Linked DNA regions of Bos taurus: all the other regions are linked to region 1. Evidence: chromatin contacts called from public Hi-C data. All regions are on one chromosome and are shown on one strand. Each heading gives the region's core, a stretch centred on a gene start, on an enhancer-like site or on the middle of the called end of the contact. The rest is flanking DNA. Distances are from core to core; before and after follow the strand shown.

Region 1 (4,963 bases), core at 1,664-4,163:
ACCAACTCTGCCAACACCTTCATCTTGGACTTCTAGACTCCAGAACTGTGAGACAATAATTTTCTGTTGTTTAAGCCTGAGCGCCCTAGGAAAGAAATACAACCATATACCACCTTCAGGGCCACATACAGCTGCACTGCCTCACCCCAGTTCACAGGATAAGCCCCTGCTTACATTGGGTTTTGCATACTCCTGGATGACTGTAGTAGCCCACCAACTGGATTCCCCACTCCCAGTCTTACTTTCTCAATCCATTCTCCACAGTATTGTCCTGATCGCTTTAAAATGAAAATTTGATCATCTCACTGGTTCACAAGCCTTCACTCACTTCTCTTTACCTTCAAGACACAACCCTAATTTCTCATCTTGGGGACCAATGCCTGTAGGATCCAGCCTGTTCACCTCTCCAACCTTGTTTCTCCCACCTGTGTCCCCCTCCTGGCCTCCATTTATCACCACTCCTACTGGGAAGCCTTCCCAAGGCTGGAAGTCCAGGTTGTCCCTCCTATGTGCTCCAGAAGTCCCTGTGCTTAGTGCTGCTGTGACACTTATCAAAGTGTGTCCAAGGCTTGTTTGTCCATCTCCACTCTTGACCGTGAGTTCTTGTCCTGGTTGTCTCTCCAGGAGCTAGGAAAAGTGCCCGGCACTTGGTAAATATTCACTGGATGGATGAATAAATGAACAAAGCACACCATGTTCTCACCAGCTGGTCCCAGAAGGAATTTTTTTTTTTCCTCTAAGGGTTGGGGGATGGGGAGGTGACCTTTCAAGGGATTTCTCAATAGTTTGTGGAACCACTGGAGCAGGATGGAGCTGCACCTTTCTTTAATGGTTTCAAGGGGAATTTAGATTAGACATTCAAGAGCCAGTCCTTGTGTCGCAAGACACTGCAGTACAAGGAAGGGAAGTAAACAATCTATCTGGCAATTTTTGAGGGGGAGGGGGCTGGGGCGGGGAAAGTTGACCAGTATTTTTGAGTCTATTTTTTTGATAGGAAGTATCAAGTTTGTTGTTGTTGTTTTCTCAAGCCTCTGATTCTGTAACTGCAAGCCCATGACCTACAGGTATAAGTCGTGGGTGGACAAGAGATCAGGGGATTCTTGCAACCCAAACTGCAATATGCTCCTGTGCAAACATTTTTTGAGGTTTAAAAATTATTGCACGCACGGTTATAAATGATGGAGGGTGTGGAAAAGGAAAGAGAGGAAGACAGTAACAATGTTTAAATCCATATATTAACTATTCTACACATATATAACTAAAGGAAGACAGAGAGGTAATAAATTCAAATAATCAGGATTTGCTCTCTTCTGCAAATTCTTGAAAGGGGAAATGTATCAGAATTTCCAGTCTTCAAAAAGGGCCTTAAAAAGTCCTGTGAGCAAGATGCAGAGAGAAAAAAAAAAGCGGGGTGGGGTGGGGGGGGAACTTGCTCTTCACAGCAGGAAGTCGTCAATGGATATCTAGTTATGAAGAAACAACTCTGAACAGAAGTCCTTATTCGGAGCGCTAAACTCACTTTTACCACATAAAGAGCAATTTAAAAGCTCCAAGCAACCTCATCACGGTGTTGGGGAAACAATTCGGCTTCCCCATTTGAGAAAGCAAGAGAGCTCCGACTGGGTAGTGGCCCAGGCCCGCGTTAGGGCTTTTATTTGCAAGTCAATGAGCCAAATGGACGACCAGGCTAGTTGTGCCGCGTTCTGGGAAGCAAGGTTATTATTATCGCCTATTGGCCCACTGAGCAATTTCACTGAAAAGGAAGAGTCCCAGCAGTGTGTGTGCGCGCGCGGTGCCATACGGGACGTGCAGCTACGTGCCCACCTCCAGAACGACTTTATTTACAAAGCGATTACCATGTTATCTATTTGTTTTCCTTTTCCAGCTTCAGCAGCCTTACTCAGCCCTCGAATTTCTTAATTACAAACCCGTTCGCTTCTAAATCAACCCCAAACCGTCAGGCAGAGCCCGGAGGGAGGCTGTGCAAGTTTGCACACACCCCCACCTCCCGGATCAAGGGCAACAGCAGAAGCAAGAAACTGTGTATGTGCAAAAAGGTGGATCTGGGGACGAGGATCGCTGAGTTTGTTTACAGAGCAGAGACGCCTCAGCTCGGATGCCAAAGCTACCAAGAGCTGCAAACGCAAACTTAGCAGAAGCACACGTACCCCGGGAGCGGCAAGCAGCCGCGAAACCGCGGACCGGATTCCTAGGCGCTGGAGCGGGGGCGGCCGAGCCCGCGAACGCGCTCGGTCCACCTGCAGCGGCTGCCGCTGCCGCTCCCCGCCCCCAGCTCCTGTCCTTGAAAGGAGTGGAGGAAATGCATCTACACGCAAAATGTCTAGATCAGGTTTACCTACTGCTCCTACAAAAACACAAAGGCACAGTTCAGGAAAGCGCGCACAGGGGAGGGGGCATTATTTGCCCGGGGCTTAAAAACCCACTAGGGTAAACACAGCCATTCTTTGCAACCCGGGTAGGCTTTTGCAAAGCCGCGGAGGCAGAAAGGCACTAAACAGGGGGCGCTGTGTGAACCCTATTTTCCCACAGAAAGCAGCCCAGGTCGCTAGGTGAGCTCGAGGTGGGGATTCGGCCAGAGTGGGGCGGTGAGTTTTCCTAGTTTCTCTCGCGGCGGGCGCTACCTTCGGGCTGAGCGTCCAGGGAGGACTTTCTGCGCCGGGGCGGTCTGGCCTGGTATTTGTGGGCCGCGAAGAAACCAGAATCGGGGGGCAGCGGGGCGGGGCCTGGGCCCTCAGGCTCTGCGCACGTGCCTCTGGCCGCGGGGACGCGGCTGCCCAGCCCGGTCCTGCGTGCCTGATGTTCCGGAATCCGCGTTTGCCCGCCGCCCGCCGGGGAGGCTCTCGCTCCTCCCTTCCTGAAATCCCTTATATTAACTGTGGCCAAAGCCCGAAGAAACACAGCTCATTGTTGGCAGCTGCCGGGCGGTCTTGCCGAGCTGTGAGTGCAGCAGAGGGGAAATAAAAGGGAACGGCTCCGATCCTGCCCCAGCGGCTGCTGCAAGACTTCGGCGCCGACTTCGCGACTGCGAGCGCCTTCCACGCCAGGAAGGCCCCGTCTATGTGCTGCTGAGCCGGTCCTGGACCCGACGATCCCGCCCTCGGTCTTCGGAGCAGAAATCGCAAGGACGGAAGGTAAGTGCGTCGGGCGAAGCTGGCTGGGGCTCCTGCCAGGCCAGTCCTCCGAGGGCTGGGTTTGCCCGGAGGAAGAGCGCGAGGCGGAGCTGGGGAATAACAACAGGATGTGCAACAACAGGATGAGAAGGGCTGATTTAATGCCTGAAGTTCGCGGCTGGGCTATGGGGCACTTCCTTTATTAGGCGACTTCGGGGAGCCAGAGCGGGGTGTGGGCTTGGGTCCCCCGCCGGATCGCAGGGGAAAGAGCTGTTTGTGCAGCGCGCAGATCTTCTGTTGTGGATGGCAGGTCTTTCCTTGGTGGGTAGCCCGGGTGCACAGGCTCCTAGCGGGATCTTCGGGATGAGGATTCGCAGCTGAAGTGCGTCGGATGAACCTGGGAGCCAGGGGCGAGGAAAAGTGGGGTGCGCCGTGGTGGGCGACACGTGTGGCGCGGGGTCTTACCGTCTCCCCTTTTCACTTGCAGGACTGGAAATGGCAGACCATATGATGGCCATGAACCACGGGCGCTTCCCCGACGGCACCAACGGGCTGCACCACCACCCTGCCCACCGCATGGGTATGGGGCAGTTCCCTAGCCCCCATCATCACCAGCAGCAGCAGCCGCAACACGCCTTCAACGCCCTGATGGGCGAGCACATACACTACGGCGCGAGCAACATGAATGCCTCGAGCGGCATCAGGCACGCGATGGGGCCGGGAACTGTAAACGGAGGGCACCCCCCGAGCGCGCTGGCCCCCGCGGCCAGGTTTAACAACTCCCAGTTCATGGGCCCCCCGGTGGCCAGCCAGGGAGGCTCCCTGCCAGCCAGCATGCAGCTGCAGAAGCTCAACAACCAGTATTTCAACCATCACCCCTACCCCCACAACCACTACATGCCGGATTTGCACCCTGCTGCGGGCCACCAGATGAACGGGACAAACCAGCACTTCCGAGATTGCAACCCCAAGCACAGCGGCGGCAGCAGCACCCCCGGCGGCTCGGGCGGCAGCAGCACCCCCGGCGGCTCTGCGGGCACTTCGGGCGGCGGCGCGGGCAGCAGCAATAGCGGCGGCGGCAGCGGCGGCGGCAGCAGCAGCAACATGCCCGCCTCCGTGGCCCACGTCCCTGCTGCAGTGCTGCCGCCCAATGTCATAGACACTGATTTCATCGACGAGGAAGTGCTCATGTCCTTAGTGATAGAAATGGGTTTGGACCGCATCAAGGAGCTGCCCGAACTCTGGCTGGGGCAAAACGAGTTTGATTTTATGACGGACTTCGTGTGCAAACAACAGCCCAGCAGAGTAAGCTGTTGACTCGATCGAAACCCCGGCGAAAAAAAAATCAAATACCCCAACTTCTTCGGTGTGAATTAAAAAAAAAAACATTCCCTTTAGACACAGTATCTCACTTTTCAGAGCGTGAAAGGTTTGAGAACTTGGAAACAAAGTAAACTATAAACTTGTACAAATTGGTTTTAAAAATTGCTGCCACTTTTTTTTTTTTTTTTTCTGTTTTTGTTTCGTTTTTGTAGCCTGGACATTCACCTCCCTTATGTAGTTGAAATACCTAGCTAACTTGGTCTTTTTTGTTGTTTGTTTTTACTCCTTATTTCCTCACTTTCTCCAGTGCTCAACTGTTAGATATTAATCTTGGCAAACTGCTTAATCTTGTGGATTTTGTAGATGGTTTCAAATGACTGAACTGCATTCAGATTTATGAGGAAAAGGAAAAATTGCATTAGTTGGTTGCATGAACTTTGAAGGGCAGATATTACTGCACAAACTCTGCCATCTCGCTTCATATTTTTAACTATGCATTTGAGTACAGA
Region 2 (4,963 bases), core at 1,372-3,871, 230 kb after region 1:
AAGCTTTTTCATACTTTTTCTTTTTTTCATAACTGCATCCCTATTTTATTTGGAATTGGTAAACCACACAACGTTTATACATATTCAAATATCAGTGTTTAGCCCCATATTTTCCTCTTACTCCAATACCTCTTCTAGTTTGATTTTCTTTACAATCAATATTCTTTACTCTTAAGATAGTAGGGTGGGTGGTTTAGTCACTAAGTCATGACCACTCTTGCGACCCCATGGACTGTGTGTAGCCTGCCAAGCTCTTCTGTTGATGGAATTTTCCAGGCAAGAATATTGGAATGGGTTGCTGTTTCCTTCTCCAGGGGAGCCTCCTGATCCAGGGATCCAACGGAATCTCCTGAATTGCAGGCAGGTTCCTTACCGACTGAGCCACCAGTAGAAAAATAGACTAAATAGTTTAGAGACTGTTCAAAATAATTTTAAAATGTACTTCATTTATTTTTCCTGAGTATTGGAAGTATTTCATGAGGGCCAGTATGTTATATATTTCTAAAACGATTATTTTTCTCATTTCTGTGGCTCAGAAAAAACTGACAAGAACCTGCAGCTGCCCTGGTTATAGTCTCAGACTGTGATTCCCCAGCCAGGTGCCAGGACAATGGCTATCTATTAATATCCTATGCCAGCTGTTATCTCAACATGTGGGATGCCCAGGCATTGGGGAGAAAGACTCGATTTTATCTGCGGCCTCCCCTTACATTTTGGTAAGAAATAAACTTTGCTATCAGTTTTGAAATAGCTTCTAATAAGTTAAAAGGAATAAATTATGTTTCGTGCAATATATTTTTCATCCGAAGCACCAATGATAGATCTTTTTGGCCATCCTAATGTCTGCAGTAGACACGGGACACAGTATGCAAAAGTTATTGGTGAAATGATGTATATGGTTTCACTCTAGTCTGCCATGGAAATCAATCCACCATTAAAGTACCCCGTCTTCAGGTATAATTGAACATAGTGAATAGATAAAACATGAAACAGAAGAATATATTGGCAGCTAAGATATAACAGGACCAAGGGAATACGTGTAAAAGGAATCCGAGACAATAAATATGAGTGATACTTCAGTTTTTAAAACTAAGAAACTCTCAAAACACAGCAAGAGGGTCTCCAGCTTGCAAATAGGCCATATTCACCATTCTCTCAGTTGTAAGTTAATGCCTTATTCATAAAAGCTTGATGAATTATCATCTAAAATCAGAAAGGTGGTAGAAACCAAAGTATTCTGTGTCAAATTTATTTTATCCAAAGTCATATAATCTTTTAAAAAATGTACATTAATACTTTAAATTGTTTATTTGTCTTTTTGCTTTGTGCAGGCTTTCTCTAGTTGTGGAGAGCAGGAGCTACTCGTTGGTGTAGTTCAGGGGCTTCTCAGTGCTGTGGCTTCTCTTGTTGCTGAGCACAGGCTCTAGGCATGCTGACTTCGGTAGCTGCAGCATGCGGACTCAGTAGCTGTAGCACATGGGCCTAGTTGCTCTGAAGCATGTGGAATCTTCCCAAATCAGAGATCAAGCCTCTGTCTTCTGCATTGGCAGAGTGATTCTTACCCACTGCTCCACCAGGGAAGTCCCAAAATCATATAATCTTATATTGGGAGGAGACTTTGCAATCTAAGCTCTTACTGAGCCCTGGAATTCCTTCTACTATGTCCTGAAGCAAATGATCATTTAGCCTTAGGCCAACTCCAAACTTGCTTCATTATTTAGCCTTAACTTGAAATCTTCCCAAGACAGTGATCGAAGGCAGACTCATTGGACATTTTTGTTTCCCAGAAAGTTCCTTTGTATGTTTTTTCACAGAAAGTTCCTTTGTATGTTGTGGTGAATCTTGCATACTTATAATTTTTATCCATTGATCATAGTTTTGCTGTCTGGAAGATTCTTTGTTATAATTTGTGGAGAAATCTTTGAGAAGCTAGAGTGACAATTTAAGATATCCTAGGCCTGAAGAGTAGAAAATTAAGAGAGGTGAAATAAAATACATACGTATATATCCATTAGTGCCTTTTAAATCAAAGTAAATAGCATAACTCATTATTCCAACTTACATTCAAGGCATATGGTATATGGAATTAAAATTTAAGTGTTGACTCAATGGTAAAGAATCCACCTGCAATGTAGGAGATGTGAAATTGATCCCTGGGTTGGGAAGATCTCCTGGATAAGGAAATGGCAACCCACTCCAGTATTTTTGCCTGGAAAATCCTATGGACAGAGGAGCCTGATGGGCTACAGTCCATATGATTCCAAGAGTCAGACCCAACTTCGTGACTGAACCACCACCACTACCCCCAAGTACAATGCTACACTCTCTCTAACTAGATTCAACTGTCATCACTCGATTTCTTACACTGTTCCAATTTCTGTAATCTCCCCAGCTTAAAACCAAGCAGATGAAAGGTTTTGGGAATAGGAGACAATGGGAAATAATTTTTCCAAGAATTTTTTTCCTTAAAAAAGTATTAGGGAATGGCATTTATTTTTGTTTAATTCTTAGCCCAATAAACTTGATGTTAGAATTTGTCACATAAAATCAGAGAGGCCTTGGGAGACATCTGCATCACTTCAGCCTCAGGCAAAACTTTAGACTTTACAAACAACACCCTGAAACTCCACCACTTCCCTTGCATCTGAGGTTAAAAGCAAGTGCTTGCCCTCATTGCTCTAGTTAAGATCTTATCTTCTGTTGTTTTTCTTCCTCTGATAGGCTGCCCTGGGCATAAGAGAAAAGAGCTTTGATATTTGCTTTCCTCCAGGCTCAAACTAAAAAGAAGACCATCAGGAAAATACCATCACACACACACACACACACACACACACACACACACGCACGCACATATGCACACATGCACACACACATACACACATGCACACACACACAGCATTAGTCTACTGCATTTCTAACACTTCTTCCTCATTTGTGATGGATAAATCATAATGTCCTCTAACTGCTTTGGGTTTTTATAACCATAACTTCATAAAGAAGTTTGTTTACATCAAATAATTAATTTTTTCTTCCTCTAAACAAATCTTGAAAGGGATATATTTTCAACACTGTAGATTAGTTCTCTCGTAGATTACCAATACGATAAATTACTTTTGAACAACAACGGAGCGTATATTTCTATCACATGCTTCAAAGAATAGAGCAGACTGAGTTCTAGAAAGCTGGAATACTTTCTAGAAATGGACACATTTTTGAAACCAAAAGGCCAAAAAACCCGGGTTATGCTGGGAAACTTTGAGATGTTTAAAAATCATTAGAATTGGCAGAATAAAGAAATACTTATTTAAATGCAAAATAGTTTTTTTCTTTTTACCTTTTTAAGGTCAGTGAAAGAAGGTTCTCACAATTTTACAACTGTTAAAAAATTAAACTATGTATCATCTACTTTCACAACTATTTACCCAATTTAATCTTCAAAACAAGCCTGGAGGCATTACTGTCCTCGTGTTTGCAAATAAGGAAACAGGCTGAAGGAGGAAGAGCTGAGACACAGTCAATATTCCAGGAGCCAAACTTGACATCTCAGAGCCAGCTGTGGCCACCACACCATCACTGTTCCACTGGTCTCTGGGTTCACTTTCATCTGCTCCGCCAAATACAAAGCACCCTTGCACTTGCTTTCTAGATAATTATATTCTGAACATCTTTTACTTAGTAAATCTTGAAATTTTTCAAATGGAGCTTTATTCATGGATTGAGTATACCAGGTCCATTACAGGAGATTTCCAAAAATAAAAACGTAATTGGAAGAGATGACCTATGAGTTTTAATTTTGAAACTAGTAATTCTAGGGGTGTCCCTGGTGGTCCAGTGGTTGAGACAACGATTCCACTGAGGGGGCACAAGTTCTATCCCTGGTTGGGGAACTAAGATCTTGCATGCCACATGGTGTGGCCAATAAATAAAATGGTAATTCTGTGAGATTACACACACACGCGCGCGCGTGTGCGCGTGCACATACACATACACTCACAAAGCAAAGTAAGAAACATAGCCAGGTGTATTAGGGTACTTGAGAGTCCTGCTTTGTGCAGTACAGAGTCTCACCCTTAGACCAATATTAAAATGATCTGAAAATTTTTAAAAATAAAATAAACTGTGAGAGCCTCACCCTCAGAGACTATGATTTAATTAGCCTGACCAAGATCTCCCAAATTAGGTTTTTCTTGATCTTCTAAAAAGAACTTCTTTAAAGATCCTTGTGTCATCCTAATGTGCACTCAGGAATAAGGACTACTGGTCTGGGTATATTGAGGTATATCTGTGGGGAATTTGGGGAATGGAAGTTGGGCAGATGACAGTTCATACTTTCTCTTCTTGAGAGTCAATATTTCTGCTTATATTAAAGAGATTGTGGGGATAAATGCCACCAGAGGCATCCATTGGTATTAGTCTGGGAAGGCTTTTAAAAGAGATGAGGCTTAAGCAGAATTTTGAAAGAGAATGATTTGAAAGAGCATAATTTGATTATAAGAATAGAGGAGCCAAGATTAGGTCAGGGAGTTAGATGTGTAAGCATGAATTATGTTCAGAACTGAAACGGAGCTTTTAACTGAGAACAATTAAGGAATACCAAGAAACCCATCATCAAAATTTTGTTCCTTCTAGGCACTCAATAAATAGTAATTAAACTTCATTGTTATTGAATTGAAATAACCTTAATGGAAGATCATTAAGTGGCTCAGATTAAGTTCTATATTTATCACTATATCTGTTTAATCCTGGGTCTGCTCTCAGAGATTTAGAAATATTAAGACCCAAGGATCATTCTCTTCACTCTCCCTTCCTACTACATACTGTCTTTATTTGAATGGAAATGCAATCTATTAGTAATTTCTTATTTTCAGCAGACCAAATGTTACCCTGATTACATTGAGGGAAAGATAACTCTGAGAGCATATAAAATTTCCCAATATCCCCAAACATAGTGGGTAGCTGTTAA
Region 3 (4,963 bases), core at 943-3,442, 150 kb after region 1:
AAACTAATACAATATTGTAAAGTTTAAAAATAAAATAAAATTAAAAAAAAAAAAAAAACAGCATCATCTTTTAGGATTTGAAATAGTTCAGCTGGAATTCCATCACCTCCACTAGCTTTGTTCATAGTAATGCTTCCTAAGGCCCACTTCATTTCACACTCCAGGATGTCTGGCTCTAGGTGAGTAACCACACCATTGTGGTTATCCAGGTCTTTAAGACCTTTCTTGTATAGTTCTTCTGTGTATTCTTGCCACCTCTTCTTAATCTCTTCTGCCTCTGTTAGGTCCTTACCATTTCTGATGTTTATCGTGCCCATCCTTGCCTGAAATGTTCCCTTGATATCTCCAATTTTCTTAAAGAGATCTTTAGTCCTTCCCATTCTATTGTTTTCTTATACTGCTTTGCATTGTTTATTAAAAGAGACTAAAGTGAAAATCATACAATCATGTCTGACTCTTTGCAACTCCATAGACTGTACAGTTCATGGAATTCTGCAGGCCAGAATACTGGAGTGAGTAGCCATTCCCTTTTCTAAAAGATCTTCCCAACCCAGGGATCAAACCCAGGTCTCCCGCATGACAGGCAGATTCTTTACCAGCCACCAGGGAAGCCCAAGAATGCTGGAGTGGGTAGCCTATTCCTTCTCCAGTGGATCTTCCCAACCCAGGAATTGAACCAGGATCTCCTGCATTGCAGGCAGATTCTTTACCAGCTGAACTACCATAGACTAGCAAAAACCAAATCCCAGTGACTCATGGTTTAGGTTTCCCATCACTTTGTTTATAAGAATTGAAGTTTGAATTAGAAATAGGGGACATGTTCTTGATTGTCTTAGTCTTCATACTGCTATACCAAAATATCACAGACTGAGTGGCTTAAAAACAATGTAAATTTATTTCTCATAGTTCTGGAGGCTGGAAAGTCCAAAATCAAGGTGCAGGCAGATTCAGTGTCTGGTGAGAGCCTGCTTCCTGGTTCAGAGCTGGCCATCTTCTGTGTCTTCACCTGCTGGAGGGATGAGAAGGCTCTCTGGAACCTCTTTTCCAAGGGCATTCATCCCATTCATGAGGGTTCCACCCTTATGACTGAATCACCTCTCAACGACCCCACATCTTAATACCATCACATTAGTCACTCACTGGTGTCCGACTGTCACCCCATGAGCCTGCCAGGCTCCTCTGTCCATGGAATTCTCCAGGAAAGAATACTGGAATGGGTTGCCACGCGGTCCTCCAGGGGATCTCATCACAGTAGGGATTACAATTTTAACATAGGAACTTCGAAGAACACATTCAGTCCATAACATTACTTGAGACTCAGCTGTCAGAAAGAGAAGGCAATGGCAACCCACTCCAGTACTCTTGCCTAGAAAATCCCATGGACGGAGGAGCCTGGTAGGCTGCAGTCCATGGCGTCGCGAAGACGGACACAACTGAGCGACTTCACTCTCACTTTTCACTTTCATGCACTGGAGAAGGAAATGGCAACCCACTCCAGTGTTCTTGCCTGGAGAATCCCAGGGACGGGGGAGCCTGGTGGGCTGCCTGTCTATGGGGTCACACAGAGTCAGACACAACTGAAGTGACTTAGCAGCAGCAGCAGCAGCTGTCAGAAAGTGGTAATTATGGTGACTATATATTCTATACCCCAAATAGAAGGAGGCACTGAGGGCTACTGCTCTCACATCAGTAATAAGATCGAATGCTGGAAATCAAGACTGACCAGGAGAAGCCAGCTCACAAGTATAAAAATTATAATTCTGTCCCTAGTTCAAAATATTCTTGATTTTCACTAAATTGGCTCCAAAATGGGGGCTTTAGAGAGCTGGCCACATTGATGAGACTTTTTCAGACCATAGTTACAGGAGAGAAGGGCCTTCCTGGACTCGTCTCAGCCTCCAAGCTGCTCCCGGGCCAATCTGCAGGGAACCAGATAACAGACTCCTAACCTGCTTATTTCAGTCAGCGGTTTTGCTTCTTGCTGTGCCCAACCTCACAGATTCCAAAGGCCTTTACTCTGAACCTGCCTGCGAGCAAGGACAGTCAGCATCAGCTGTCACCGCGCCGGTAACGGGTTTAGGCTGCTGCCGACCCAAGGAAGCCACTTTGAGTAGACGATGTATCTACATTCCTGCGGCCCAAACCCACACCCTCCGCGATGGCTGCGGCACAGAGAGAGCACGAGCTCCACCTACTGAGCACTGCAGGCCTAGCAGGCTTCGCGGCCAGCAAGACGGGCATGGCACCCAGGGCGGGCCTGAAAACCACCTTTGTACAGACATTAAGGAGGCCTCATCTTCCGCCAAGGTTAGTAATTGTTTTTGAGGGTTATGCTGAAAAAAGTTACAAGGAAGTTCATTTTGCTCTGAACAAACTTGAAACTTAACTACAGTTGGGATCCAGGCAGTATTCCACTTAAGTGAGACATGGGCAAGCCAGCAACCGCAGAGTTTGAACACAGTTAAGGACTCACCCTTAAGCAGGCAGTAGGTGAGGCACCAGGGACTGAAAGAGGAATGATCTACACTAGACCAACAACAGAAAGGTGGTAAAGCTGTGTCTGTATTCCACAGCTGAGAAACACGCGCACTGAACTCAGCCACGATTCACTCCCCAGAGCGTCTACCTCCAAGGGTTTTCCATCTTTCCCTGTGTTCTATCACCACTGTCACTAAGCTGAGAATGAGAAGTCATGATGACTTATTTATTGTTCTGTTTTGGTTTGATTCTTGAGTTGCGGATTGACAAATGATATGTTTGGAATTTTGTTCTCAAAATAGCTTCTTTGCAGATGCCCTAAGCCAGTCCTCTTGGCCAGGCTTTCTGAAAATTCTGCCAGGAAAACTCTCAAAGTGTTCAGTCCCTTCCCTGTATTCACAAACTCCTCCACATGTGCTAATAGCGCATTTCTGACAATGATCAATAAAATATGGTTTCAAATGTTTTTAGCACCTAATGACCCAATCTTACTTCCTCAATACATACAAACAATAGGTTAGTTAGTAAATAAACAGTCTATTAAGTAAAAAACCCAAAACTGGGTGATATGGTCATGCACTTTTGCAGCTGGGCAGCAGAACCTGAACACCCCAGGGGACCCTTCCTGCAGAGATATCCTGGTGCCCAGCCTCGGTCCACAGCCATCATCCAAGCATAATCCAATGAACTGCACAGGTGTGCTTCCTTCTCCAGGAAGAGACCCGGTAAACACAAATAATAGGAAATGGGCAAAGAAGTATCATGTTGGATGCAGGATATACAGATTGAAGGGAGAATGTATTATTCACAAACTAAACTTTCTTAGGGTTTCCCTGATAGCTCCGTTGGTAAAGAATCCACCTACAATGCAGGAGACCCCAGTTCAATTCCTGGATCGGGAAGATCCGCTGGAGAAGGGATAGGCTACCCACTCCAGTATTCTTGGGCTTCCCTGGTGGCTCAGCTGGTAAAGAATCTGCCTGCAATGTGGGAGATCTGGGTTCGATCCCTGGGTTGGAAAGATGCCCTGAAGAAGGGAAAGGTTATCCGCTCCATGGCCTGGAGAATTCCATGGACTGTATAGTCCATGGGGTCACAAAGGGTTGGGCACGACTGAGCGACTTTCACATCACATCACAAACTTTCTTAAGCTACTACTGTGAGAATTGCATTTAAGGCCCTTCTAAAGTTTCTGGTATTTTACTATGATTATATTTTTGACTACAGTCCAGGTAGGCAATAACTTAAGGTATTAAATATTTATGTGAGCTCATAGTTTTACCCATAAAGATTCAATCATCATGTTTTCCATCCATTCCAGCCCCCTTCTTTTTGCAAGGTTCTGTGCAAAGTAGTTTTGAAAACATGTTTCCAGCCAATCATTCAACTGTTGACCTGCTAAGATTTCTTAGATGCCTTATTCTTTAATTCCTACAATTCAGTTCAAAGAGGGCACCTAAAGCAACTATCAGCTACTACAAATTCAAGTTTAACCATTAGGTGAGCTGCTGGGAGAAACTTCTCTCAGCACCTTGAAAGCTTACTTCCTTGGCCCACATTAGAAATCTGGTCCAGAAATGTGTACTTTCAAAATGAGCACAGCTCCACAAGCAGACCGTTTACTTCAAGGCCTTTCTGATTTTCTTCCTTTGGGGTTGAATTATAAATTTTGAAATCTTTACACTCATAATTAGTATCTTGTTAAATTATATTTAAACCACGAAAGGGCTTATCCAGGTAATGCTAGAGGTAAAAGATCCACCTGCCAGTGCAAGAGACCTAAGAAATGCAGGTTCAATCCCTGGATCAGAAAAATACCTTGGAGAAGGGAATGGCAACCCACTCCAGTATTCTTGCCTGGAGAATCCCATGGACAGAGGAACCTGGCAGGCTACAGTCCACAGGGTCGCAAAGAGTCAGACACGACCGAAGTGACCTAGCAGAGCACAGCACAAACGAAGAAAACTCAAAGTGCCTAAGTACCCACTCCAATCTCAAAATAGAGACAGTTTTAAAAGAAAAAGACTTCTCCTGAACTATTTTAAACATCATTCTTCTTTGATAAAATCGTTTCTTTTGAATTTTAGAACCTAGCAATTTCGAATACACTTTCTTCCACAGCTTCAATGATTTGCTACAGATATTTTCTTAAAACTTTCAACTAATACAAACCCAAATATGCACATCAGCTTTAAGAGAAATCATAAGGTTTTTAGCAACAGAAACAGAATTTGCATGTTACCTCCTTTTTAATTTTTTCACCCCAAAAGCTATAATAAAACATTAGTACCTCTTACACTAAACATCATATAAATACTTAATGTTAAAATCCAAATTCCAAAAGAGTAAGAGCCAGAACCTACATCCCATCTACCTAGATGACAGATTAAAGACACCTGGAAAATGATTGTGATTTCAACACAATTCTTCAAAAAGAACTCTTGCTGGAGGAGGAGCCAAGATGGCGGAGGAGTAGGACGGGGTG

What was found. A called contact is a pair of places that touch in the nucleus more often than the background predicts.
Region 2: a Hi-C map of an unstated tissue shows a contact between it and region 1, with 4 times the contacts expected there. The contact joins the enhancer-like site here to the promoter of CITED2 in region 1. A contact is called at or near these places in 3 of 11 Hi-C or Micro-C datasets (liver, skeletal muscle and an unstated tissue).
Region 3: a Hi-C map of an unstated tissue shows a contact between it and region 1, with 4 times the contacts expected there. The contact joins the enhancer-like site here to the promoter of CITED2 in region 1. A contact is called at or near these places in 3 of 11 Hi-C or Micro-C datasets (liver, skin fibroblasts and an unstated tissue).

Annotation. Positions count from the first base shown.
Region 1 is chr9:77,046,522-77,051,484 of ARS-UCD2.0, reverse strand. It overlaps CITED2 (Cbp/p300 interacting transactivator with Glu/Asp rich carboxy-terminal domain 2), which reads left to right and starts at 2,913. Exons shown (of 2, transcript NM_001075819.1): 1 at 2,913-3,152; 2 at 3,619-4,963. The coding sequence starts at 3,627. The coding sequence ends at 4,448.
Region 2 is chr9:76,813,554-76,818,516 of ARS-UCD2.0, reverse strand. No RefSeq gene overlaps it. Among named protein-coding and RNA genes, the nearest start is that of HECA, 19 kb to the left of the region's middle. Within about 2 kb of position 2,621, at least 9 of the 102 cell types and tissues checked have an H3K27ac peak or open chromatin away from gene starts, as enhancers often do.
Region 3 is chr9:76,897,505-76,902,467 of ARS-UCD2.0, reverse strand. No RefSeq gene overlaps it. Among named protein-coding and RNA genes, the nearest start is that of HECA, 65 kb to the right of the region's middle. Within about 2 kb of position 2,192, at least 37 of the 102 cell types and tissues checked have an H3K27ac peak or open chromatin away from gene starts, as enhancers often do. A contact at or near this core is called in liver, where this site is marked.